Regions from separate parts of the Mus musculus genome. Here regions 1, 2, 4, 5 and 6 are each linked to region 3. Evidence: chromatin contacts called from public HiChIP or PLAC-seq, Micro-C and promoter capture Hi-C data. All regions are on one chromosome and are shown on one strand. The core of a region is the stretch at or near the end of the contact, and the rest is flanking DNA. Distances in the headings are between cores, read along the strand shown.

Region 1 (4,183 bases), core at 45-2,544, 630 kb before region 3:
AAACAGAAAAGGGTCAAGCCTGGTGGGCGGTTAAGGAGTGACTCAAGAGGGCAGAGGTGATAGAGAGCCAGCCAGGCAAGGACAGAGAAGCAGTCACTGGGTAAACACTGGCCTAGTTGGAAAAGTCACCCTCTTGGCTCCAAGAACAGGGAACAGGGATAGAGACTGTCTAGGAGCACCTGGGCTCTGTGGCTCACCACAGCAGGGCCCAGAGGTACCCCACCCTCATCTTCCACCCTCTGCCTGCCGGGTCCATCAACTCCACCCTGTCCTCCGTGAGGTCACTCAGGTCCTCTGGGCCTCTCCTGCCAAGTGCCTTCCAGGTCTTAGGATTCCTGACTCAAGAGTTCCCTTCTCCTCCTTGTGGCCCCTTGTGAGCTCAGGGTAAGGGCAGAACTGAAGGAGCACACACAGCATCCCACTTGGGAGGTGGTGGAAGAATCCTGGGGACTCTCAGCTGCTCTTGGGCTGGCTTGTAGTAAGCGCTGCACCCAGCACTCATTCCATCCAGGCCCATTCTGCCCTGAGGCTTCCCATTCTGAGTTCCCTTTACCCACGTGGGACTACCTCCCAGAGGTTAACTAGCTCTCTGCAGGTCTCACGGAGGCTCAGTGCAACGCAGTGATTGATTTAGCTTATGGCTTAGAAAACTCCAGGGTCCATGGGGTGCTCCACACAAGGCTTAGTTTTGTTCCAAGTTTTAACTTTTGACTGCCTGATCATAATCTCCCCCCAGAGGATAGCATGGTAAAGTTCCAGCGACGACTGACAGGGTACCCATCACCATGAACTGCCCCTTCTGCCAAGTTGGCAGCAGAAAGGAATACCCTTGTCCTGCCAAGTTCCCACCCTGCTAGAAGTTTCTCCGTCAGCCCCCCCACACGCCAGAACTGCAGGCCGGGCCATGCCCAGAGGCGACTTTGAGCCTGAACAACGTGGCCGGCGACCCTCCGATTTCCACGCTTGCGGGGACGGCCCCTGACCTCCACGCTGGATCCCTGGGACGTCCCCTAGGAAAGCCCCACGCTGCAAGGGTGGCGCTGGCCAGTGCCAGCCCAGGGTCCTTCGCGGGCGCGGCCGTCCCGGGCCAGAGTCCCAGCCGAGCAGCCTCCGGTGGCCCCGCCAAGTTGGCGCGCGCCCCCCGCCCTCGGCCCTCGGTCACGCAAACTCACCGCTAGCAGCCGCGCGTGCAGCAGCAGCCCCAGCAGCAACGAGCCCACTGCCCGCTGCCCCATGGCCCGGCCTCGTTCGCTGGCTCGCTCGGCGCCTCCCGCAGCCACCAGCTCGCTGTCCTGCCGAGTCCTTCGGACTGCTCGCCTCTTTCCCACCCCCCACCCCCCCAACCAACTCCCGTCCCCGCCCTCCCGTGCACGCCCCGCCCCCGGGTCTCCGGCTCCGCCCCCGAGGCGCCAAGTTCAGGAGCCCTAGGCCCCACCTCCAAACATTTAGCCACACCCCACAAGACCAGGTTCCGCCCCCGAGGCAACGCGTCCTGACCATATAGACCACGCCCCTAACAAGACCTGGCCCCGCCCCCTCAGCGGCGGCCCCCGCCTCCTAGCCGCGAGCTAGGCTCTCTGGAGGAGCGGCGCGGCCGACTGTGCCTTTGTCTGGGCCCCAATCCCCCTCGATGTGGGATGAGGCCCAACCGGCTCCACGCCAGACGTGGCTTGGAGTGTGGGATAGGACTGAGACGCCACCTGGCAGGGCCTCGAGCCCTCCGCACACGCCGCTCCTTCACACCACGTGCTCCACACGGAGTGCACAGCAGTTTTCGAGAGAGGGGGATCTCACATGCACTCAGCTGCTCACATCCACTCCATGTACCTGTTTACCTTTTTGTTTACCTTTCTACAGACTCAAGCATCCCAACAAGCTATAAAGTGGCTTTTATTTATTGTGTTTGTTTTCTGTACCTCTGTGTGTGTGTGTGTGTGTGTGTGTGTGTGTGTGTGTGTGTGTGCGCGCGCGCGCGCGCGTGCGCCTACATACATGCCCCAGTGCACATGTGGAGCTCAGAGGTGTTTTGGAAAGTAATGGTCTCCTAGCATGTGGGTTCCGGGATCCAACTCAGGTAACAGAGCTTTGTGGCAAATATCTCTTCCCACTGAGTTCTCTCTCTAGTCTGGATCACACACCAATCACACACCCAGTTCCTCACACATTTTGTGCTAGGGCTTATGTGCTTTTTCACACACTCACCAGCCTATATGTTCTACATTTTTCCTCCACACATTCATCCCAGTGCGTGATACTGGACAAGATGGTGCTCCTACCCCTATGCCACAGACGATCTGAATCACTCATAGACCCACTCTGATTCACATACATCAGTCCCAGAGATGTATCACTTTGTATACCCAGGTTCAGACAAGGCTCTTCCAGAGCCTCAGTCTCAGGTGTTCTTGCCAAGTCACTGGCATTGAGGCAACCCTGCTGCATCCCAGGGGCAGACACACAAGCCTGGAGCTGGGGTGTGTCTTTACCACCTACCCAGGGTCCCCTTTTTTTGACTGAAAATTTCCAGGAAGCCCCAGGCTAATGGGTGGAGAGAAAAATAACTGAAGTATGTGTGTGCCTTTGAGGAAAACCCTTTGAGTGATGATAGAGGGAGAAAAAAATACAAACCCAAGTTTCCATTGTTTCCTGTGAGTTGCTAGGTTCCAGAAAACTCCTAGCAGACTTTGCAGCCAGGAGTTAGGTGGGCTGTGGACAGAAGGAAATGCCCAGTTCACTGAATGGCGCCAGCCCTGTCCGGAAAGTATGTTCTCTGTGATAGGAGCCAGACACTTGGGGACCTGAGAAAACACTGACATCCTGACCCTATTCCACAGAGACACCATCTCCAAAAGACTGGGCTCTTCTCTGCCCTGTGGGCATAACTATGAGGGACCAACTCATAGCATGAAGAGCAGAAAGTACATCCAAGTGGGCCTGCCAACACTCTGGCCTCAGCCCAGGCTCCCAGCATAGCACCTAATAAGGCCTGCATCTGCTCCTCGCAGGGGGATGGGACAGACAGAGAAGGCATGCCCAGTTGTGGTCCTCAGTGGTCCCTGTTCTGCTAAAGGGGACAAAGGAGGACACAATCCTGCCTCGTGCTATTCTCAGTGCAACAGAGAAGCCTGCCTCTACCATCTAGCTGTGAAGTCCGAAACAAATCCTTCAGCCTCCACTGTCTGCCTCCGTTCAGGAAGCAAGGGCCATGCTGACCTTTCTCACAGTGTGCATATGAGGACTAAGGGACACTGATGGGAAAAAAAAAAGAGAAACAAAACAAAGAAAAGAAAAGAAAAAGAAAGAAAGAAAGAAAGAAAGAAAGAAAGAAAGAAAGAAAGAAAGAAAGAAAGAAAGAAAGAAAGAAAGAAGCGTCAGGCCAGAGAAACGGCTCAGCAGGTAGGGACACTTATCACCGAGTCTGAGAACTTGAGATCAGAGCTCTATCTCTGGGTCCTACAAAGGTAGAAGAGAACCAACTCCCCAAAGTTGTCCTCTGACCGCCACACATATGCTGCTTAAACAATGATCTTTTACAGGGAGCCTGGGCTTTCCCCCCAGCACCCATACTTGGCAGCTCACAACCTCCTGTAACTCCAGATCTGGGGGATATGACACATCTGAGGGTGCTACACTCCTGTGTACATCCCCCCACATACACACAACTGAAGGTAAAATAAATATTCTTAAAGGAAGTTCAAAAGCTGGAGATGTAGTTCAATGGTAGAGTGCTTGCATAGCATAACATACAGTCCTGGGTTTGATCCCCAGCACCATAGAAATGAGTGGTACTTTCCTAGAATCCCGGAACTTGGGAAGCTGAGACGGGAGGATTGCCATAAATTCAAAACCAGCTTGAACTACCTAAGATCTTGTCTCAAAAGAAGAAAAAAGGGGGAGGGGAGGCACATAGCTAACACTAAATAGGAAGGAAGTGGTCACTCTCTTAATACTTTAACTTCTGATATGTAGCTCAGTCTGGCTTTGAACTCACAACCTCCCTGCTTCCTGGGATTACAGACTCGTGTAACCGTGCTTAGCTCTGTTATTATTTCTTTTTTGTTGTTTTTTTGTTTTGTTGTTGTTGTTTTGTTTTTGTTTTTTGTTTTTTGTTGTTTTTTCGAGACAGGGTTTCTCTGTGTAGTTCCAGGCTGTCCTGGAACTCACTCTGTAGACCAGGCTGGCC
Region 2 (4,095 bases), core at 970-3,469, 590 kb before region 3:
TTAGCTGAAAGAGGGGAACATGGGGAACATGGGGGACGGGGACAAGGAGGGTTTGTGTACTTGCCTTGTTCACACAGGATGCTGGCCCTAAACCAGACAGTGGTGGTGTATGCCTTTAGTCTCAGCAGTCAGGAGTTAGAGGCAGGAAGATGAGGCCAGACTGGTCTACCAAGGCTACACAGACCCAGGAAAATGATGTCTCAAAAGGGAATGGGGAGCTGGAGGGATTAAGAGAACTAACTGTTCCTCTAGAGGTCCTGAGTTCACTTCCCAGGTACCACATGGTGATTCACAACCATCTGTAAAGGGATCTGACGCCCTCTTCTGGTGTGTCTGAAAAGAGTGACATTGTACTCACATACATTAAATAAATAAATAAATAAATAAATAAATAAATAAATAAATAAATAAATAAATAAATCTAAAACAAAAAGAAGAATGCTGGCTTGTGCCCTGTGCCCTGTGCTAGTGTGTGGCTCGATGGTGGCTCTCCGCATGCATGAGGCCCTGGAATCTATCCCCACCAATAGGGGTGGGGTGGGGGAGTAAAGCGGCTGAGGAGGTGGATACATGAAGAAGGCACGGTGCGGCCAGCACTCGCAAGGCAGAGAACAGGGCTCTAAACCAGCCAAATCACCAGCTCTGGGGTCAGCAAGAGACCTTGCCCCTGCAGATAAAGGAGCCCAGGGAAGGTGCCAGCATCAAGCTCTTCAGCTTGGTTGACAGTGCGTTGGCAGGATCCTCACCAAGCTCCTTTAGTTAAAGCTTTCGATTGCATTTTTGTTGCTTCTGTGTGTGTGTGTGTGTGTGTGTGTGTGTGTGTGTGTGTGTGTGTGTGTGTGTGATGGGAGTGGGTGCACATGCCCCAGCATGCGTGGAGCTCAGAGGGCAACTCAGAGGAGAGGAGTTGGTCCTCTCCTTGTAACAGGTGGGCCCCAGGGATCCAACTCAGGTCGTGAGGCCCGATGGGCGTCTTTAGGTGCCAGGTCATCTTAGCAAGCCTGCTTCCTCTTTTATATTCCTCTCTTTCCTTCCTTCTCCTCCTCCCTGTTCCCTTCTCCTCCTCCCCTCACCTGGTTGCTTCTTCCTTGTCTCCTCTTCTGTCTCCATATCCCTCTCCTCCTCCTCCCCCTCCTTGACAAGGACAAAACCAAAGGCCTTACTTTGAGGCCCTGTGTTGTGCTTCCAGACCCATTTTATTTTTTTGCTTTGAGACAGGGCCTTGCTGTGCAACCCTAGTTGACCACCAACTCATAACCCTCCTGCCTCAGCCTTGGAGCAGCTGGGAACACAGACGATGCCACCTCACCCAGCTCCTCGTTGACTCCAGACCCCTGCCCCTCTTTTTTCTTGAGCAAGCCACTCCTGAGTTGAGTGTCTACCCTCCACCCGTTCCCATGGCTGGCTTCAGGACTCACTTGCATGCATATCGTCTCCAGAGTCAATATGTCACTCTGCCTCAACCTCCCAAGACAAATGGGAAGGGAGGGGTCCCCTCCTGATCACCCATGTTTTGTTTCCGTATGGCACCCACCCTCACTGGTTAGAGACAGCTTCTTAAAAATTTTGGCACTTGGGAGGCAGAGGCAGGTGGATTTCTGAGTTCGAGGCCAGCCTGGTCTACAGAGTGAGGTCCAGGTCAGTGGGGATATACAGAGAAACCCTGTCTCAAAAAAACCCCAAAAAACAAAAACAAAAAATTGTGGGTTCATCTTGTGCCATCACTAGGCAGACTGTGAGCAGACTGGGATCATGTGCTGTCTGCTCACAGCCCTAGAAAGAGCCCTAATACAGCAGAGAAAGTACTCAGAAACAGTCTCTTATGGAGGTGGACATCAATATTAATCCCATGCAGGAGACTAGAGCTCTGAGACACCATGGTCAAACTAAGCACTCAATAGACAAAGCCAGGATCTGAACCCAGGCCTGATCAGCTCTGCTATTCTAGCCTTCCCTGGGAAAGCCCGGCCTGTCTAATAGAACCCTTTGCCTGTCCCTCTCTTATCAGTTGGCCGTTCTCTACCACTTGTGCAATCACAGGTTGGAGGAAGTCTGAGGTCCCTCCTTCAGCTCCTGCTCTCTAATCTACAGTGGTTGGTGTGTGGCCTTGGGCCTTGAAAAAGCTGGTGTTCTGCCACCTGTTGTGGGAGTGGGGTCTGGGGCCAGCCCTTCCACCTGCCTCCGGCACTATATTAAAGTCCCGGTTCCACATCTCTTTCTAATCACCCTGAAGCTCACCATGCTCCGACTGCTGAGTTCCCTCCTGCTTGTGGCCCTTGGTAAGCCCTCAGCTTGTCCCATGTCTCCTTGCTGCATCAGCCTGGGAGCCCCTGAAATATGACAGACCCTCACTCTTTGCCTCCCTGGGTGACACCCCATACCTACTTCTACAGAAGGTCTCAGCTTCAACTAGGACAGGACTGTAGGGCCTTGAGCTTGGTTCATGGCCAGGAGTGGAGGAGGCAGGCAAGCTTCAGATGACCCAGCTCAGAAAGACTGGGAGCCCACGGGGCAAGACTCCTTGAGGGGACAATGGATGACCTCCTGACTTAAGGTCTGAACTCTGAGGTTTGATGGCTCCAACTCAAACTTTCAGTCTTCTGTGACACAGCCCACAAAGCTTCCCTTGGCCGACCATATTGTACCCGATGGCATTTTCTAAGTGTCTACTATGTCAGGCAGGTGACGGTGGGACAGGTTGTTTTTCTTCTATGACCCCAGGTAAGTCAGCCTAGTTTGGAGTCAGTGGGGAAACTGACTTTTAAAGTAACACAGCCATCCTGAGTCGGTGGCCGAGTTTCACTTCGTACCCAGCTGTGTCACTCAAACAGCCACTTCATAGGTCAGTCACCTTTTTTTTTTTTTAAAGATTTATTTATTTATTATATGTAAGTACACTGTAGTTGTCTTCAGATACACCAGAAGAGGGCATCGGATCTCATTACGGGTGGTTGTGAGCCACCACGTGGTTGCTGGGATTTGAACTTCGGACCTTCGGAAGAGCAGTCGGGTGCTCTTACCCACTGAGCCATCTCACCAGCCCTTTTTTTTTTTTTTTTTTTTTTTTTTTTGGTTTTTCGAGGCAGGGTTTCTCTGTATAGACCTGGCTGTCCTGGAGCTCACTTTGTAGACCAGGCTGGCCTCGAACTCAGAAAACCGCCTGCCTCTGCCTCCCGAGTGCTGGGATTAAAGGCGTGCGCCACCACGCCCGGTATAAATCACCTTTTTAAAAAGAATTTTTTTTTAATAGAAAGTCTCATGTTATAGCTCAGCCTGCCTTTCCTTGAATTCCTAGCAATCCCACTGCCTCCCTCTCTCAAGCACAGGGACTACAGGCCTGAGCTAGCATGTCACTTTTAGCTGCCATTTTTAATTTTTTTTATTACATTTATTTATTTGTTAGGGACTGTATGTGTGTTACAGAGCTCACGTGGAGACCAGAGAACAACTTGCAGGAGTCAGTTCTCTCTGTTGGGATCCCAGGGATAAAACTCAGGTCATTAGCCCGGGTTACCACGCAGCCAGCCCTCTTTTTTTCTTTTGGGGTGGGGTAAAAGATTTCACTCTGTTAGCCCAGGCTTACCTCAAACCAGTGGCTGATCCTTTGAGCTCGAATCCTCAATGCTGGGATCACACCCTAATGCCCAGCATTTTGGTTTCAGAGTTTGGGGGCTCCCTGACTACCAGGCTCAGTCCCAAGTCTTTAGTCTTTGAGATAAAAGAGACCCTGCCCTCCTCTGACTCTGGGAAGCCCTGTTGTAGGTTAAATGCATAAACACTACTTCATACCTGGCTAGTGAAGTCTAGAGAGGGGAAGGGCTCCCCCTCCTCTTCCTCCCCTTCCTTTTCCTCCTCCTCTTCCTCCTCCTCCTCTTCCTCTTTCTCTTCTTCCCCCTCTTCCTCTTCTTTATACTCCTCTTCTTCCTCTTCCTCCTCTCCCTCCTCAATCTCTTCTTCCTCCTCTTCCTCTTCTTTTGCTTCTTTCTTTTTCTTTTTAGACAGGATCTCTTTGTGTAGCATTGGCTGATCTGGAATTCACCATATAGGTCAAGCTGGCCTTGAATATACAGAATTCAGCTTGCCTCTGCCTCCAAA
Region 3 (4,165 bases), core at 1,505-4,004:
TGTGAGTACTTGGGCAAGTACCTTTCCCTCTCTGGATCCCGCTTTCCCCTTCTAGAGGCTGGTGCTGGGGGTGGGAGGCTCCGCTCGTTGAATTATCATGAGCCGACTGGATGGGTGTGAACACTGCTTTGTAAACTGTTAAAGCGTGATTGCAAATGCGGGGAGCTGTTGTCATTAGACAAATGAAGCTTCCAGCCGTCTCTTCCTGTGCAGTGAGGGACCGGGTCTGGATCCAAAGCTCACTCTCCAGCCTCTGCTACACCTGGAGGGGCAGGTTCCCCATTAGGAAACATCTAATATGCTGGGGGTTTGAGAGGCAATATGCAAACTGAAGATAATCAAACTATCCCCAGGCCCCAGCAAGGGAACCCGTGATCATCTTTCCGGAAAATCCTAAGCAAATGGGTGTCAGTCCCGAAGAGGCCAAAGTTAGTGAAGGCACTTAGTAAGGGGTTGATGAGGTGGAATCCTGGTCACAGAGCAGAGAAAGCTGGATAGGGTTTGGCTGGGACAAAGGCGGAGTCGAAGGCAGTTGCCAAGAGAGCAGAGAGGAAGGCCTTGGATGGCTGACAAGACTCAGCCTTTCTATAGGATCTCAAATGGGGAATCATACAACACGGAGGGAGAACGGGATGGGGAAGATACGGGGCTTTGTTTATTGCTACAGTGATTTTTTTTTTTTTTTTTTTTTGCGTTTGGCCAGGTAAAAGTCCAGACTGCTATCAATTAATGATAAGGTTTTCAGTGACTGTGGGAAGTTGGCTAACTGAATAAACGTGTTCTATGGACCTATGCAAGGCCCAAGGGATGAGTGTGGGTGTCAGACACTGCTTGAATCCTAGCTCCGATGCGCTATTTGGCCTTGAGCAGATGACTTACCTGGTCCTCAGTCTCATCACCTGAGATGGCCTGCACCTGCCACCAGAGTTGTGACAATGGAGGAGAGGAAAATCTGGAAACGTGAACAGCCCCGAGCCTCATCCCTGGTACCCGGGTTCTCAAAGGATGCTAAAATCTAGTATTTGTATTTTGAATCAAAAAGGATTTTAAATCAAGAAGGAAGCAATTGCTAGGGGTGGGTGGATGGTGACAAGGGTCCCCAGGGGATAGAAAGAAAGCAGAGCTGAATCCACCCAGGATGTAATAGATGGCCCATAAATGTTTCTGGAAATGGGGAGGGGCCACCTGTATACACCAGGGATGGAGGAGAAAAGGCTCAGAGTCCACCAAATCCTAAGCCCCTTGGTTTGTCTGATGAGGAGAAACAGAGAAAAAAAAAAAAAAGCCAGGGCACCCAATTAACTTCTACCCCAGGCAGGAGTCTGCAGGCAACACGGAGTGGAAGGTGTTGGCAGAGAGGGTGATCTTCCCTGTTGTCTTCTATTCTCCCCGGCTCACTTCTGTTCTGCCTCCTTTGCAACCTTCGAGGCCCACCATTTCCAGGTGGCCTCCCAGGCTGAGGTTCATTTCTGATGGACTCTCAATGCTTCAAAGGGTGCCCCAAATTTCCAAACCTCAGTTGGTGTCTCAGGACAGTCTGTCTGATGGGCCTTGAAGGGAAGACATCTCTGGGACGTTTTGTTAGTTTGTGGGACAAAGGGACTGGAGAGGTCTGCACTGGACTTTTAACAGCTTGTCTCTCTAAAGCATTCTTCCACCCACTGCAATGATCATGGCCAGTGCTGTTGGCTAAGTGTGTTTTCAGGAGCGCGGGTCCCAAAGGCTAGGGGCCCTGCCTGGGTGGTTCCCGCAGGATCCCTCCAGTCCTCCCACCACCGGTCTCAGCAAGCCCGCTAATGATGATGGTGATGAAGGCTGTCAGAGCAGGCTGGGCCCGCAGAAATGGAACAAGGGGTTGTGTCCTCCCCGAAGGGACAGCTATGCACAAAACCGAGCAGCCCAGACAGGTCCATTCCACCGAGGGGTGGAGTAGGGGCTGTCGCTAGGCACCCCCCACCCCCGGGCCTCCTCCACACCCCTGCTCGCAAACTGCACCGGGAACCAGATCAACAGAGGAGAAATACAATGTGCGGCTGGGAAGGTCCGCGGGGAGGGGCCGGTGGGCTCGCGCAAGACAACAAGGCAAGGAGGGAAGGCCCGGGGTCTGCCTGCCAGGGCCCGCCACTCCTGCCAGAGAGAACCCCGGGCCCGCGGGCGAGCGCCAAGGCCCACTCTCCCAGGCAGAGGCCCCAGCCCAACCCTAGAGCCTGGGAAAGCCGCCTGTTTTGTTCCCAGCTCCCCCCTCTTTCCCCCCCTCATTCATTGCAGTTCAGTCCCTTTCGAAGCCGCAGGGACGCGGGTGGCAGGGCTCAGGCAAGGGGGTGGCACTCCCAGTCCTGACAGGTAGGGCCAGTCCCCCGGCTTTGGGCAGCCCCTTCCTCGTTCTCCGCCCCCCCGCCCCGGGTCCCCTCTCTCTGCTCCTGTCAGCCGCGCCAGACGATCTCGGCTTTGCAGCATTCAATAAAAATTGAGAAACATTTGGGCTGAAATCGCTGCTTTATCTGGAGGAGCCACAGCGCCGGGAGAGACCACTGCTGCGCGGGGGGGATTCCGGGGTCCCGGACACCCGGGTGAGTGGGGTCACGATGCTCCAACACGGTTGCTGCCCCATCCGAAGGGACTCAAAAGATTTAGAAGATCATGACTCGGGCGTGGTGCAACCCGTGGGTGCACCGGGCAGAGGCACAGGATTGGCAGTCCAACCCCGGCTCCCCCCACGCCCGCGGCTCAGGTGGGCCGTGCCCAGCGCTGGCGGAGCCCGGGTCCCCGTTCTGCCCGGGCTGGATGGCTCATTCTGCTGGCTGCGCGGCGGCGGCGGCTCGTGTGTGTGTGCGCCGCGCCCCGCCGCTCCCCGCCGGCCCCCCGAGCCCGGGGCGCGCGCTCCAGCCCGGGGGTCCCCGCGGCGCCGCGGCCGGAGGCTCCGGGCAGCGCAGCAATGGCCGTGCGCAGGCTGGGGGCCGCGCTGCTGCTGCTGCCGCTGCTAGCCGCCGTGGAAGGTGAGCGGGGATGGGGGCGGGGAGCGGCCGCCTCGGCCCCGGGTCGCCCCCTCACTCGGCCCCGCGGTCGCAAAGTTTGCCCGGGGGCCGGTGCCGGGCGCAGGTGGCCGCGGGGAGGTGTGGCCGGCGGCCACCGCTGGGAAAGACGCGGGGCCCCGCGGGCGCCCGGGCGAGCGGCGGGCGCTGATTGACTGTGCCAGGAGGAGGCGAAGGGACCATCTTGCCGAGGCTTTGTAGCCAGCCGGGTGAGCGCCGCCCAGGGCTGGGGGGTCTTACCACTGCGCGCCCGCCACCGAGGTCCCCGCATCCCCGCAGAGCCCGGCAATGCCTCGGCACCGAGCTCAGGGGCGCGGGCCCGGCGCGCAGTGGGTGCTGCAAAGTTTGGCAGGGAGCGTTCCGAGGGAGGCACCGCGGCCGCGCCAAGGATTGGGGATCCCTGGCCGCGCCCCCTTGGATGCAGCCTGGGCCACCCGAAGAGCAGGGGCACCCGTGGAGTGGAGCGAAGCGCGCGTGTCCCCCACCCTCGCGTCCGTGCCCGCCCGGTCGCTCGCGGCGTACAATGGGGTCCCCTCCCCAGCAGGACTGAGCGGGGGATGGGGCGATGGGCATCACTCTTGCGCGCCGGGTTCTCCGGGTACCTCCGCGGGCCACCGCCCCGTGGGCGACAGAGCTCAGCGTGGAGTCTGGAGCCCCGAGAACTCTCCAGCTGCCGTCAGAGACCGGACCAGATGCTTTGCCATGTGTTGTTGGCCTTGGCCTGGGTCTCTGGGCCTCTCCCCGAGGCCTCGCGCTGTGGTACCACCCGACCCCCCGGGGGCGGGAGTGGCTGCCAGGTGGTCGCAGCTCGCTGGCTTTGGAGGAAAAGTTGTTAGTGGGGGTCTGGGTGTGTCCACCAGGAATGGCCGGGCTGGAAGGACCAGGCGTGAATCCTAATAATGGTTCTCACGTGTACTGTGCTCTACAGTTTGCCAGTCGCTTCAGTTTATGAAGTACTTTGCTCTCCGTGGTTTACAGCGTGCTGCACGGTTGACAAGGTACTTGAAGCCTTCTTTGCAAAGTGCTTGCCGGCCGACAATCTGTGTTGAATCCTTCAGAAGTCTTCCGGGAAGCCAGATGGGTCGAATTTTTACTGGTTTTTAGCAAATAGGGAAACCGCGGGTTCAGAAAAA
Region 4 (4,072 bases), core at 259-2,758, 630 kb after region 3:
AGAGAAAAAGAAGAAGAAAAAGAAAAAGAAGAAAAAGAAAAAAGGAAAAAAGTTGGATTTTGTCTGGCCTGACCTGAGGCAAATCTGAGCTTACACAGTCAGGTAAGGTCAGTCAAATGCATGGACACTTAGCCAGAGCAGATCTCTCCCCTCTGATCCAACACTGTAATGGACAACCTGGAGGAGAGGATGATGGATAAAATCCCTAAAGATGCTGAAGGGTCCTGAGGCGTGGTGGCTCTGAACCTATGCATCATTTGAAATCCGACAGTCTTTGTATAATTGTCTGCCTTCCTTACCAAAGAGGAAAAAGTCCAGACAGAGAGCCAGCCAGTCAGGGGAGAAGAGGAAGGGAGATTTCCTAAGACCTCAGCTCAGGGTATTTCTGGGTAGCTTTGTATCTGCCACACAGTAGGTACAACTTATAGAGAAGGCCAGACTGACCACTGAAGTCCAAAATGCCACCTCAACCCAGGGCATTCTCTAGAAGAGAGCTGGGTTCATATTATCCCCGTCTGGCCCCAGACTACAGGCTCTCTGCTCCAGTGTATTCCTAGGGGATGAAAACCTGCAGCGAATCCAGAGAAGAGGAATGAACTCCAGTGAGCTTGGGAATGGGGTGGGGCAGCCTACAAGGGCGAAAGAAAGAGCCTGGGACACTTTGCCTGAAAACACAAAGAGGAGAGGGGAGGGGAGAGGAGCCTATAAACTTGGCCCGCAGCAGCCAAGGTGAACCCCGGCTCCTGGCGCCTTCCCATTCACAATCATTCCACAAGGCAAGCCAAGTCTCAGAACCAGCAGCCAGGAGGAGGGGGCCTCCTCTCTCTCTCTTGCAGCCTGGGAGAGGTAAGTTCAGGACTGAGCCTGCTTCTCAGAAAGGGAGTGACCTGAGGGGCTGCATATTTGTGGGGTTCTAAAACGAAAACACAGAACTGTAAGCCGCTGAGCAAATACACATATAATGGGCAAGTCGCCCAAAGTATATGGGAGATGTGCCCCAACATGTGGAGTCTGTATCGAGGTGACCCCGAGATCCCATCTGGTCCTCTCTTCCCAGGCTCCACCTTGGGGACACAGATGTTTGAGATGAGCTCGGTTCCCACAGATCTAAGAGGGGCGGGTTTCTGGAGCGCAGCGAAGAGCCATCCTAGCTCCAAGCATTCCTGCAAAGGTCAAAGCCAGGCCCCAAGTTGACCTGAGGTCCCCTCCCGCCTCGGCCCCTCACCTCCTCCCGTGCCAGCGCCGCCCCGCGGCACCGGGGCATCTTGGCGGCGAAGGCAGCTGCTCCGGCTGGGGAACTGAGGTCCTCTGCGGTGACGGCCAGGAACTCCGCGACACTGAGCTGCTCGGGCATGGTGGGAACGAGGCGAAAACACCGGAGCTGCCTGGAACGCGGGGGACGCTGCACTTAACAGTGCTGGTATAGCTGCTCTGCGCAGGGCCTGTCTCACCACCCGCAGCGTCCTAGTCGAGGCCTCTTCACTCCCTGCTCCGCCCCGCCCCTAACTAACTCCGCCACGCCCCCGCCCGCCAGCCTTTCTCTCTCCGGCCACGCCCCCAGACCACTTGTCTACCTCCCTGGCCACGCCCCGACTCGCTGGTAACTCCCTGACCACGCCCCCATCCCCCTCACTCTCCGGCCACATCCAAGCCGCGCCCCTAACTCCCTGGTCACGCCCCAACCTCGCGTTGGCCCCACTCTGCCCTGCCTCCAAGACCTACAGATGGGGAGAGTTCTCCTGGGGCTCCGCTCTTGACTCCCAGCCCCCGTCCCCGATCCTCTTCCCTCCCTAGCCCCGCCTCCAAAGCCTACCACACACACACACACAGACACAGAGCCTGGCTCCTGGTTCTGGCTGGCTCCTGGTTCACTTGTTCTCTTCTCCTTAACTCTAGGTTCTTCAGAGCAGTCGTCTTCCTCTACCTCACCGGTGCTGAGATTAAAGGCAAGGCCTGTGCCACCGAGGCCATATAAGATCTTCGCCATCAGCCAGCTACGTGCCATTGAATCAATTGCCCCTCTGGTTTTTAAAAGGAATCATGTCATAACTCCGAATAAGTTTAAGTAAGAATGGGAGAGGTTCACTATTATCTCAGGTACACAGAATAGCTCGGGATTTTGTTGTTGTTGTTGTTGTTGTTGTTTTGCAGGTATTTTTGTTGTGGTTTGGTTTTGCCTGGTTTCTTAATTCCAGCCGTGAGCCAGGGGCCCTTCCCATTGCCTTGGACTCTTTCTGCTTCTTCTTGAAAGCCTTATTTTCTTCGTCCATCTCACAGGGCTCTTTCAGAGGCTTCCTCTTGACACCTTCATCGCCCAACCTGGCCCCTGGCGTCTGGTCCCCTTTCCCCAGACCAGATGCTAAGTGACCCTAACAGTTCCTTCAGACTCCAATGCTGAGTCTTCCAAATTTGCTTCTCCCTGTCTGCCTCCCTCGGTTTTTGTTTATTTGATTTGGGGTTTTGTTTTTCAAGGTTTAGCTCAAACATTTCAAACTTTACTACAAGGCTTATCCTGACCACCCTGTTTAAAACTAGTCACCTGCTGCTCCCCCCATCCCTCACTCCACATACCCCATTCATAATCATCTTTATTCTGCTGGGGTTTTATGAATGAATATTGGGCGCTCTTGGAGGCCAGAAAAGAGCATCAGATCCCCTGGAACTAGAGTTACAGATGATGGTGAGCCACCATGTAGGTGTTGGGAATTGAACCAGGGTCATCTGCAAGAACAAACATTCTTTAGCCACTAAGCCATCTATCTGTCCAGCCCCTTTTTAAAATTTTCAGTTTTAGAAATTTGCTGTGTGCATGAATGTGTGTGGGTGTGTGGGTGTGGGTGTGTGTTTGTGTGTGTACTCATGTGTGCACAACATGCAGGACACTGAACTCATGAGGGCAGAGGACAACTTTCAGGAGTTGGCTCTCTCCTTCCCACGTGGGTTCCAAGGATTGGACTCAAGTCATCAGGCTTGAGAGCGGACTCCCTTTCTTGTGTATCTGTTTATTTATCTTGAGACAGGGTTTTATCTAGACTCAAACTTAATGTGTAGCCATGGGTAACCTCACACTCCTGATCTACCTGCTTCCACCTCCTGGATGCTACTGCAGATATGGACCAGTACATCTGGGTTCTGCGATGCTCTCTCCGTGCTAGCCCTGAACTCTGTGCACTACACCTCTGAGAGCTGTCTGGGACTCTGCTTCCTAACTTCCTTCTTTCCTTCCTTCCTCTGTTTTCTTTCTTTCTTTTTGACAAAGGGTCTTACTATGTAGCCCTGGATGGCCTGAAACTCACTATATATACCAGGCTGATCTCCACCTCAGCAGAGCTCTGCCTGCCTCTGCTAGGATAAAGACGCGTGCCACCATATCTAGTTCATGCTGCTTTGTTTGCCTTCTATTTACCCTTCACTCTCTCCTACTACTGTGCAAATTCTGTAAGAAAAGAAGGGTTTTGTTCTGGTGAGGGCTTTGTGGGAGATCGGGTTAGGGTCCAGAGGCACAGACTGTCTGGTTGGATCCTGTCTTTGCTCTCTGTCTTAGGTAAGTAGCTCCATTTCCGTGGGTGCCAGTCTCCCCTTCTCTCACTGGTGGGACGAGGATGGCTTCCCTCCTGAGGTCGTCCAATCAAGTAGATAAGCGAAATGCAGTTTAGCCTTGGCACACCTTCGCCATGGTGATCATCACTCCCACAACTGATACACAGTAGGTATGCAATGAACATACCATGGTGTGGTGGTTTACCTGTGCTCAAAGTCAGCTGACCCAGGAGCAGAAAGGGCAGAACAAGAACCCAGGCTTATCTGAAGTCAGACTCTCTGCTTCTTTTGCTGCCGTGTGAGTTACCTTCTGGGGACAGGTTCTAGGTTCATCTCCAGGATGTAGGTAATCCATAATTTCTAGTGCAAATGAGAACTAATGAGGGGCCATGAGGCTGGCAGGAAAGAGGACTCCGCGCCCTGAGTCCGGGCTATGCTCTTGTACCCCACTCCCAGCGCCTTCTCGATCTAGCATGACCCGCCCACTTCTTCTGTTTCTCAGGAGAAAAGAACCAACTTCCATGCAGACTGA
Region 5 (4,063 bases), core at 491-2,990, 530 kb after region 3:
AAAACTGGCACAAGAAACCACTATACTAGCACGTAAAATGTAAGATGAACCTTTTTACTGATTAAAACAACCTAGTTCTATAAAGAAGCATTCTAAAATCCAAAATCTTTCTGTGGACATACATTTGTGCTTTCCCATTCCTCCCCCACAAACACTATACGAAGATCACAACTCAAAAGTTCTGTAACAAGACCTTCATAGCACTGCACCTATGAATACTATGTTACAGGAGAGGAAATTAACTGAGAAGTTCGATGAACATCTGTTAAGGTGGAGTGTTTTTGAAAAGTATGCGTGAAGCAAAATGACAAGTTATGTATTAAGCACAAGACATTTATGACTACCATTGATATCAAAACTTTTAAAATGTTCAGATTTTGTCAACTTTAACCTAAAAAAAAAAAAAAGGTAAAATAGACTCTAGGAAATAAATCCTTCGGATCAAGAGGGGGGATTCAACAACAATGCCACACAGCCAAACCATATTTCTGGATGCAGCAAATATTCTAACGTGACTGGAACCCTTTGACACAAACATTTTTGCAAAAAAAAGAAAATTACAAAATAAAGTCATTTAAATAAGATTTATAAGGACCGCTGGGAGACTCGGGAAGTCAGTACTAGCTTCTCCCTGACTTGTGGCGAACATCTCTAAGCAAAATGTTGAGAGACGGGCTTTTAAAAGAACCAAGGAAAGCTAACGGTTATCTCACAGCTCGGGAGTATCAAGCCTTTAATCACTACGACTGACTCCTGACACATTCTGCTTTTAAAGGGCAAGGGGGGGAAAAATCCCAAACAGGTAACGAGAAAGGACTGAACCTTTCAAGAACCCCTGGGCTTTCGTCTTAAAATTCTGGCCACATGGCTACTACCGTGTAAGAAAAAGAAGCGCTTTTCCAAACTGGAGCGCCTATGACATTCTCAGAATTACCTAGCTCAGGCGCCGCTCGAAACCAAGTGTCACGGCCTCTTAGTAGTCATTTTTTCCTTCAAATCCCGGCTCGAAGCATGCAGGTTGGGGATCGGGCGGGAGGCACCCCCCATACCTCGGCCCCTCGGCTCCGACTCCCGTAAAAGTTTGCTCCCGGCTCAGGTAACCCTGGGACTTGCACCCCGCCCTCGGCTCACCCCACCCCCTCGGGCGCGACCCGGTTATCAACACATCCCACAGGCCGCCGGGCGAGAGGCGGGCCAGGCCTGACCGCAGGCCTCGGGGGCAAGCACCGGGGTCAGGGGGAAACGCCTGAAACCCTTCGCCCGGACCGGGGCCGCGGACAGCGGCGGGCGGAGGCGGGAAAAAGCACCGCGAGACCGGCAGGCCGCACGGAGGACAGCGGACCGAGGGACCGGGGCACCGGAGGGGCTGAGAAGGATGAGCGACAGAGAGAGGAGGCGCCGCGGCGGGACTCAGGCCCGCGGCTGCGCGGCGGGCCGGAGCAGAAGCCGCCCCCGGCCCATCCCCACCCCCACCCTGGGGCCTCGGAGCAAAGACCCAAACTGCAGGCCAGGGCGCCGAGCCTGGACCCGGCCGAGTCCGGTCAGACCGGGACTCCCGGCCCCTCCCCCCCACGGGCCAGCGCGAGACTCACCAGGGCAGAGCTGGGGGCTGGCGGCCTGGCCCGTGAGAAGCAGCGCGAGGCGCTTTGAAAACGACAAGAAATGGCGCGCGCGCCACCCCCTCCCCCCCTCGCATGGACCGAGACGCGATCCCGGCAGCACGCGGGGTTTCCCGGAACTGCTTCCAGGGACTCCGTGCGGCCGACCAATCGGCCCACGAGACCGTATGACGGGCAGCTTGACGGGCCAATAAGAGAGAGGGGAAAGCGGCCCTCACGTCGGGGACTCCGAGGACCAATCGGTGTGGCCGTCGGGCTGAGCCAATGAGGGGTCTCAGCGCCACTGGCTGCGGCGCCTCCGGGGCGGGGGCATGCACACAAAGGGGTCTGTTGGTGGGAGCCCCTGGTAGTGGCGAGGCTGCGGGGCAGCGGGCCTTGCGTGGCCGAAGCTCCTCCCTCTTCTTCTACCACCGTTAAGAGGTTGAAAAATCTAGGCCTCCCGCCGCGTGGCCACCTCCGGAGCCCCGCCCCCTCGGGTCCCGGCGGCCACGCTCCGCAATGGCGCTGCTACCCCGCGCCGGAGTCCCTTATCTCCAATCCTCCCTCCCGCCGTTCTGAGCGTTAGGTCCCGAGCACACCCCATTCGCCACACGCTGGGCTCCATCAATAGATCATCTTGGCTCTAGTCAAAACACAACTTCAGGGTGACTTGACTCGTGTCGCTGGAGATTTCTCTGTAGAAAAGCATCCCTTAGAATGACTGGAGAAACTGCCTGTTTCCCTCCTTGGCTCTTCTCCTCACAGAATAACGTGGATCTGACTCAAGAGTGACGCTAACAGAAAGCAGGGACCCTTCGGAGTTTGGAGACTAGAGTAGGTAGGGTCACTGGATCAACGACTGAAAGCCAGGCAAGCGGGCAAAGGGTTCATTTCCAAGAAACTAATACCTGTTATTCATAAACCTCTCACCTGTCACTCCTGTCCCAACACTACCTCAGTGAAGAAGGTCAAGGGATCTGCTTCCAAACATATCTGGAGATCATGTTTCTCAAATCCTATAAACCAAAGTTTATTGTTAGTCTACCCATGCGTTTTTGAACGGACATGTGCAAAAGTGCACTTGATACGAACTTGATGGCCAATGTAGTAGTGCTGGGAGGTGGGGCCGGTAGTGGGAGGTGTTTCGGGCACTAGGACTCCACCCTCAAAGCATTAAAGCCGACTGATAGGCCTCCAGGCTGTGAGTTTGATGCCTGACTCTAGATCTTCTCTGCATCTTTTGCGCTTCCAGCGTAGGGAGACGGCCCTTATCCCCGCGTGCTCTCAATGTTGGACTTCCCTGCTTCCAGAACTGTAAATTGTAAAGCCTGTCCTAGGGGCTGGAGAGACGGCTCAAATGCAAGTTTAAAATCCTGACTGTGGCCCGGCAGTGGTGGCGCATGCCTTTAATCCCAGCACTCGGGAGGCAGTCAGGCGGATTTCTGAGTTCCAGGCCAGCCTGGTCTACAGAGTGAGTTCCAGGACAGCCAGGGCTATACAGAGAAACCCTGTCTCGAAACCCCGCCCCCCCACAAAAAAAAAACCTGACTGTGAATCTCCATCCACTTGAGTAAAAAGCCTGGCGTGACCGCATGCACCTGTAAACTCCAGTGCTGATGTAGACTGCAACCGGAGAATTGCTGTAGCTTGCTGCCAGTTTAGCTCCAGGGCGGAGGGTGGAAGAGCAGGACACTCACTTTCTTCCTCTGACCTTCGTCTGCACCTCCCTCCACACACACATAAGCAAACACAAGATCAGATAAAAACCCTCTTCTGTATAAATTATCCCACCGGTGTTGTATCCCAGCAATACTAACAAGGCCGTTAGTGTCCAATACCAAGCCAATATTATGGGATGTAAAACACAGATCTCCCAGGAGCATACAGCTCAGTGTTAGAGCACGTTCTTCCATACAAAGAGCCCTGAGTTCAGGCTCTAACTTGTGGGGTGGGGTTCTGGTGGCTGGAGAGACCCAGGTTCAATCCCAGAGCCAATATGGTAGTTCACAAATGTCTGATACTCCAGTTCCAGAAGATCTGATGCCCTCCACTGACCTTTTTAGACACTAGGCACACATGTGATATGCAAGCATATATGCAGGCAAAAGCACCCAAACATATAAAATAATTTAAATAAGCTTTTGTACCTTAGAGAAATTCCAGGGCAGTAGACTATGCATATCAAAGCTTTCACAACCTGAAGGAAGATTTTGTTTGTTTGTTTGTTTGTTGAGCCAGGGTCTATGTAACCATGGCTGTCCTGAAACTCACTATGTAAACCAGGCCAGACTCTAACTCAGAGAGGTCTGCTGGCCTCCACCTCCCTGCTGGGATTAAAGGTATGTACTATTATGTCTGGCCCATATACTCTTTTTGGCTTGGGTTTTTTTATGTGCTTGTTTTGTTTTTAAGGTTTATGTGGGGGGATGTATTTTGCCTGTATGTATTCTCTGTAACACATGTGT
Region 6 (4,326 bases), core at 448-2,947, 520 kb before region 3:
GATGAGGTTTTTTTGTTTGTTTGTTTGTTTTGTTTTGTAATCACAAGTTGCCATTTATGGTCATCGGAGTGGAGGGTGTGGCTGAGTGGCAGAGCACTTGCCAAGTATCTGGTGAGCCCTGGGTCCTCCCTGGCATCGGAGAAAGGCTAGACAACTTCGATCCCTATAGGGTGAGATTGCCCACATAGGGAAATGCCCACAGGGTAGAATGCAGCCTTGCTATAAGCGGGGCTTCGTTCGACACAGAACGATGTTTACAGTACAGCTTTGAAAGAAGTAGATTGCAGGCTGGGAGGTGGCTTAGAGGGCAAAGTGATTGCTGCGCAGGTGTGAGGACTTGAGTTCGAATCCCTAGGGCCCACATAAAGCTGGATGCAGGAGCACACATCTGAGGTCTCAGAGTTCTGCCTCCTTAAGACACACCCTCCTGTTTTTTGAGAATGGATGTTTTGTATCCTAGGACACTCTGAATCTTCTATGCAACCAAGGGTCACCATAGATTTTTCTGCTTCCACCTCCCAAGTGCTGGGATTACAGCCATCCATCTCAGAGCTTGGATTATGAATGTGGTAGAGGCACTAACGTGGGGCTTCGTGCATTCTTGGCAAGCTCTCTACCGACTGGGCTACATCTCCAGCCCGCAAGAGAACATTACTGAGATAAGGTTCCTCTAATGTTGGGGAGCATCTGACAGAAGGCTAGGCTCTCTATTCTCCAGCAGCTAGTACACGGCCAGAGAAGGCAGCTATTCAACAGGCGCCGAGATGACAGGGAAGAGAAGGATTTGATAGGTCAGATCCAACCAAAGGGGCCAGGGGAGAGCACTCAGGGACAGTAAATGTAGGACTTTTTTGAGGGGGAAAGTCTTTAGTTCTAAACAAAACCGAGGGTGATACTCAACTCCCACTCCAAAAACAGACAGATAAAGCTGTGCACAGCAAGTCACTTCCTCTCTCAGAGAAGCAAAGAGGCAGGCTATGGAGGGGCACGCCTATAAGCTCAGCACTTCGGAGGTAGAGGCTTAGCAGTTTAAGATCAACCTCTGGTACCTAGTTAAGCATTCAAATCCAGGCTGCGCTAAACGAGATCACGTCTCAAGTTATTAAAAACAAAACAAAACAAAACAAACCCGGTAGCCTGGGTATGGTGATGCACACCTTTAATCCCAGCACCCAGGAAGCAGAGGCAAGGGATTCTCTGAGTTCCAGGCTAGCCTGGGCTCCACAGCAAGTTTCAATACAGCTAGGGCTACCCATGGAAAGAAACTCTTGTCAAAAAACAAAAAACAACAACAAAAAAGAGAGAGACAGCTCAGGCATGGTAGTACATTTCTTGAAATATCAGAACTCTGGAAGCAGAGGCAGTAGTATTGCTGTGTTCTGGGACAGCCTGGTCTACATAGCCATTCTGGGATAGCAAGGGCTACATAATGACACCCTGTCTCAATAAAATAAACAAAAATATAAAAGTAAAACATATTTACAACACTTTTCTTCACGAAGTTGCAAGACTCAAAATAAACTTTAGTTACAACACCGTGCACATCATTGTTCATAGTTTTATTACGGATAAAAAATACCGTTAAAAGGCGCAGAGAGCCAACCAGAGCATGCAAGGAACGCAGCCCGCGCGCGTGCGCGCCAAGGGGCGGAGCCCGAGCCGCCCTCAGCCCCTTCTCTCTCTTTGTCCCTCCCACTTCCGCGGGCACCCAACCATGCGTCCCCTGCGTGCTGACGTCAGGCGCGTGCCCCTGTCCGGCAGCCGAGGAGGCCCCGCGCAGTGCTGCCAACGCCCCGGCGGAGAAGCTGAGGTGAGTGCGGGGCCCGAGAAGCCTCCCTGCGGGAGCGTCTTCTGCGCCGCCCGGTCCCCTTCGCGTGTCCCCCCCCCCCCCGTCCTCTCTCGGTTCTCGAGGATGCTCGCGGGCAGGGGCATCCCGGTGCTTGCGGGCGGTGGGCCGCGAGGGAGGGCTTGCCGGGGTCGCGTGCGCCCGCCGGCCCGGGTTCTGAGGGAAGCGAGGCGGGGTCGCGGCGAGGCTTAGGGCTGGAATGGCGGCGCGGCGCGGCCGGGGATGGCGGCGGCCGAGGGCACAGCCCGGCCGAGCTGTCAGCGGCGGCGGCGGCGGCGGCGGCGGCGAGAGGACCGGGCACACCCATCCCACCCGCTCCCCTCCCCCTCCGGCCGCCCGCGGGCTCCGAGGCCCCGGGGCGCGGGGTGGGAGACGCCCGGTCCGGACCGGGGTCGGAGGCCGGGGGCTGTCTCTCCGTTGTGGGCCTCGACTTCCTGCTTCCCCGGCCCCGCCACGGACGCGTTGCGGCTGGCGGGGGAGGGGAGCGGAACTGCGGCCGCAGGGCCGGGCCGGGCCGGGGCCGAGGTGACGGACCGGGCGGCTCTGCGCCTGCGCCCCTCGGCGGTCTCCAGCCCCGCGCCGTGTCCTCTCCTGCCCCGCGGCTCCCGGGGCTCTCCTGCCGGGGCCGGCCTCTTTGCCATCCGGGACCTGCCTAAGCACCTCCCGAAACCCCGCCTGGCCACTTACTCAGTTCCTCGTTCCTAGCAGGAAATTTTCTTTGTCGGTTATTATTACTATTTTGTAAATTCCTCTTTCCACCCCTTTAACTCTGGGAGAAATTCAGTGTGGAAGATTACGTCATCGCAGCATAAGGGGTGAGAGTTTTAACTCCTACAAGTCAGGGCTATTCAAATTAAGACAGCATCTTGCGGCCTTTGTGGGTCAACCCAGCACATTGGTTCAGAGTAAGGTGGCAATTTTTTTTTGTTGTTGTTGAAATCCTGTTGCCTGTCTTCAGGCTGCCTGAGATGCACCTAAAATACCGAAGGTTCAAAATCTTAGGTTTAAGTTATTTTGGTCAGGGAATATACACTGTCTGCAGCCACTTGTGTAGGTATGATCTTTAAAGGACCCCTTGGCTATATACTCGGGTGAATTGCAGGAGCAATTCTTTGCCACACTAATTGTGACTTACTTGATGTAAAGAACCCAACTTCAGTGCATGGTTTGAAGAATGAGGTGAAAAGAGAATTTCGTCATACCCCTGATTTGTCTTTGTTAGGATTGCAACTTCAAAGTTGCATGCTTTAGTTTTTCCATTAAAAGGGCTTTTGGATTTTTTTTTTTTTTTTATCTTGAGACAGGGTCTCCATATGTAGCCCCGGTTAACCTTAAACATAGAGGGACCTCCTAGTCTCTGCCTCTCAAGAGCTGGGCTTACAGGAATGAGCTACTTGAATTACCAACCTTGATTTTAATTTCTAACCCTAAAAACTTGAGTAATATTTTTAGATCACTAGAATGGTGTGTCCTTTGATTATAGTACACACTAGCATTGAAGAACATTAACACTGCAAAGCAAATGATATCCAGTGCATCCCTGTAAGGGTGGCTCATGTTTGAACAAGACTTTTCCCATTATTGCTCATTTGTATAGAAAATGATGTTTGTAAAATACTGGAGTGGTGGATTCAAATTGGCTTTCTGTAGTTGGTAGTTGTGGAGCTTGAATCTTCCAAAATCTTCCAAAATTTGTTAGCCTTAATGTGACATATAGGAATATAAAATTGGAATACTTACCTACTATTGTGTTTTTTTTAGCCTATATTTAAAAGGTTTATATGTGCACCATTTTTTTTTTTTTAATTAACTAGTTTGGGCTGGTGAGATGGTATAGTGGATAACAACACTTGTCCAACAGGCCTGACTACCTTAGTTGGGTCCCCCAGAACCCAAAGTGGAAGGAGTGAATCCTCTCCAAAGTTGTTCTCCATTGGGCCTTAGTGGTCCTAGCCTTTAATCCCAGCCCTGGGGAGGCAGAGGCAAACTCTTGAGTTTGAGGCTAGACTCATCTACACAGCCTGTCTTGAAGAATCAAAAACAAAAGCTGTCTTCTGATCTTCACACTCTTGCCAGTGTGTATGTGTACAAATAAATGCACACAATAATAATAAAAATTAAAAACACAATTAGTTTGATTTTGACATAAGAGATTGGCAACTGAGTATTTACAAGGAGTTTGTTTTTAAACAATTTGTTCAAGACCCTAAAGTGCCTTATATTCTGTTAAACTCTTATTTAAATTCAAGATGTTTTCATATTGAGACAATACCTGTGCTTAGTAAACACATTCCCTGCTCCGGTGATCCTTGTAAACCCATCAAGACTAAAGTTTACAAAGTTTACAAATCTTTGCAAAAAGATTTGTTTTCTTAGGAATATTTTTGTAGATTATTTTATTTCAGATTTTCATACATGTGAAACATTTTATATTTTGACCACCCTATCTCCCTCCTCTGTCCCTCAGCTCTCCCCTCAGT

The links. Promoter capture Hi-C pulls out the DNA fragments that hold promoters and counts their contacts. A called contact is a pair of places that touch in the nucleus more often than the background predicts. HiChIP or PLAC-seq counts read pairs in DNA pulled down with a chosen protein or histone mark.
Region 1: an HNF4G HiChIP or PLAC-seq map of pancreatic cancer cells shows a contact between it and region 3. The contact joins the promoter of Hspg2 here to the promoter of Ephb2 in region 3. A contact is called at or near these places in 2 of 39 promoter capture datasets (both in liver) and 1 of 115 datasets of contacts at active chromatin or transcription factors (pancreatic cancer cells).
Region 2: a promoter capture Hi-C map of liver shows a contact between it and region 3, with 2.4 times the contacts expected there. The contact joins the promoter of Cela3b here to the promoter of Ephb2 in region 3.
Region 4: a contact with region 3 is called in a promoter capture Hi-C map of cranial neural crest. The contact joins the promoter of Asap3 here to the promoter of Ephb2 in region 3. A contact is called at or near these places in 1 of 39 promoter capture datasets (cranial neural crest) and 1 of 115 datasets of contacts at active chromatin or transcription factors (embryonic stem cells).
Region 5: a Micro-C map of embryonic stem cells shows a contact between it and region 3, with 4 times the contacts expected there. The contact joins the promoter of Hnrnpr here to the promoter of Ephb2 in region 3. A contact is called at or near these places in 1 of 39 promoter capture datasets (hippocampal neurons) and 1 of 484 Hi-C or Micro-C datasets (embryonic stem cells).
Region 6: a contact with region 3 is called in a Micro-C map of embryonic stem cells, with 4 times the contacts expected there. The contact joins the promoter of Cdc42 here to the promoter of Ephb2 in region 3. A contact is called at or near these places in 1 of 39 promoter capture datasets (hippocampal neurons), 2 of 484 Hi-C or Micro-C datasets (double positive thymocytes and embryonic stem cells) and 2 of 115 datasets of contacts at active chromatin or transcription factors (embryonic stem cells and microglia).

The regions. Positions count from the first base shown.
Region 1 is chr4:137,465,914-137,470,096 of GRCm38.p6, reverse strand. Hspg2 (perlecan (heparan sulfate proteoglycan 2)) reads right to left here and starts at 1,294. Exons shown (of 97, transcript NM_008305.3): 1 at 1,173-1,294. The coding sequence starts at 1,235. Gm13010 (a long non-coding RNA gene) reads left to right here and starts at 2,955. Exons shown (of 3, transcript XR_881513.1): 1 at 2,955-3,396.
Region 2 is chr4:137,428,644-137,432,738 of GRCm38.p6, reverse strand. It overlaps Cela3b (chymotrypsin-like elastase family, member 3B), which reads left to right and starts at 2,219. Exons shown (of 8, transcript NM_026419.2): 1 at 2,219-2,279. The coding sequence starts at 2,240.
Region 3 is chr4:136,834,601-136,838,765 of GRCm38.p6, reverse strand. It overlaps Ephb2 (Eph receptor B2), which reads left to right and starts at 2,754. Exons shown (of 16, transcript NM_010142.4): 1 at 2,754-2,996. The coding sequence starts at 2,936. It overlaps Gm31536 (a long non-coding RNA gene), which reads right to left and starts at 2,831. Exons shown (of 5, transcript XR_881502.3): 1 at 880-2,831.
Region 4 is chr4:136,203,801-136,207,872 of GRCm38.p6, reverse strand. It overlaps Asap3 (ArfGAP with SH3 domain, ankyrin repeat and PH domain 3), which reads right to left and starts at 1,508. Exons shown (of 25, transcript NM_001008232.2): 1 at 1,226-1,508. The coding sequence starts at 1,354.
Region 5 is chr4:136,308,619-136,312,681 of GRCm38.p6, reverse strand. It overlaps Hnrnpr (heterogeneous nuclear ribonucleoprotein R), which reads right to left and starts at 1,740. Exons shown (of 11, transcript NM_001277121.1): 1 at 1,593-1,740.
Region 6 is chr4:137,355,130-137,359,455 of GRCm38.p6, reverse strand. Cdc42 (cell division cycle 42) reads left to right here and starts at 1,697. Exons shown (of 6, transcript NM_009861.3): 1 at 1,697-1,810.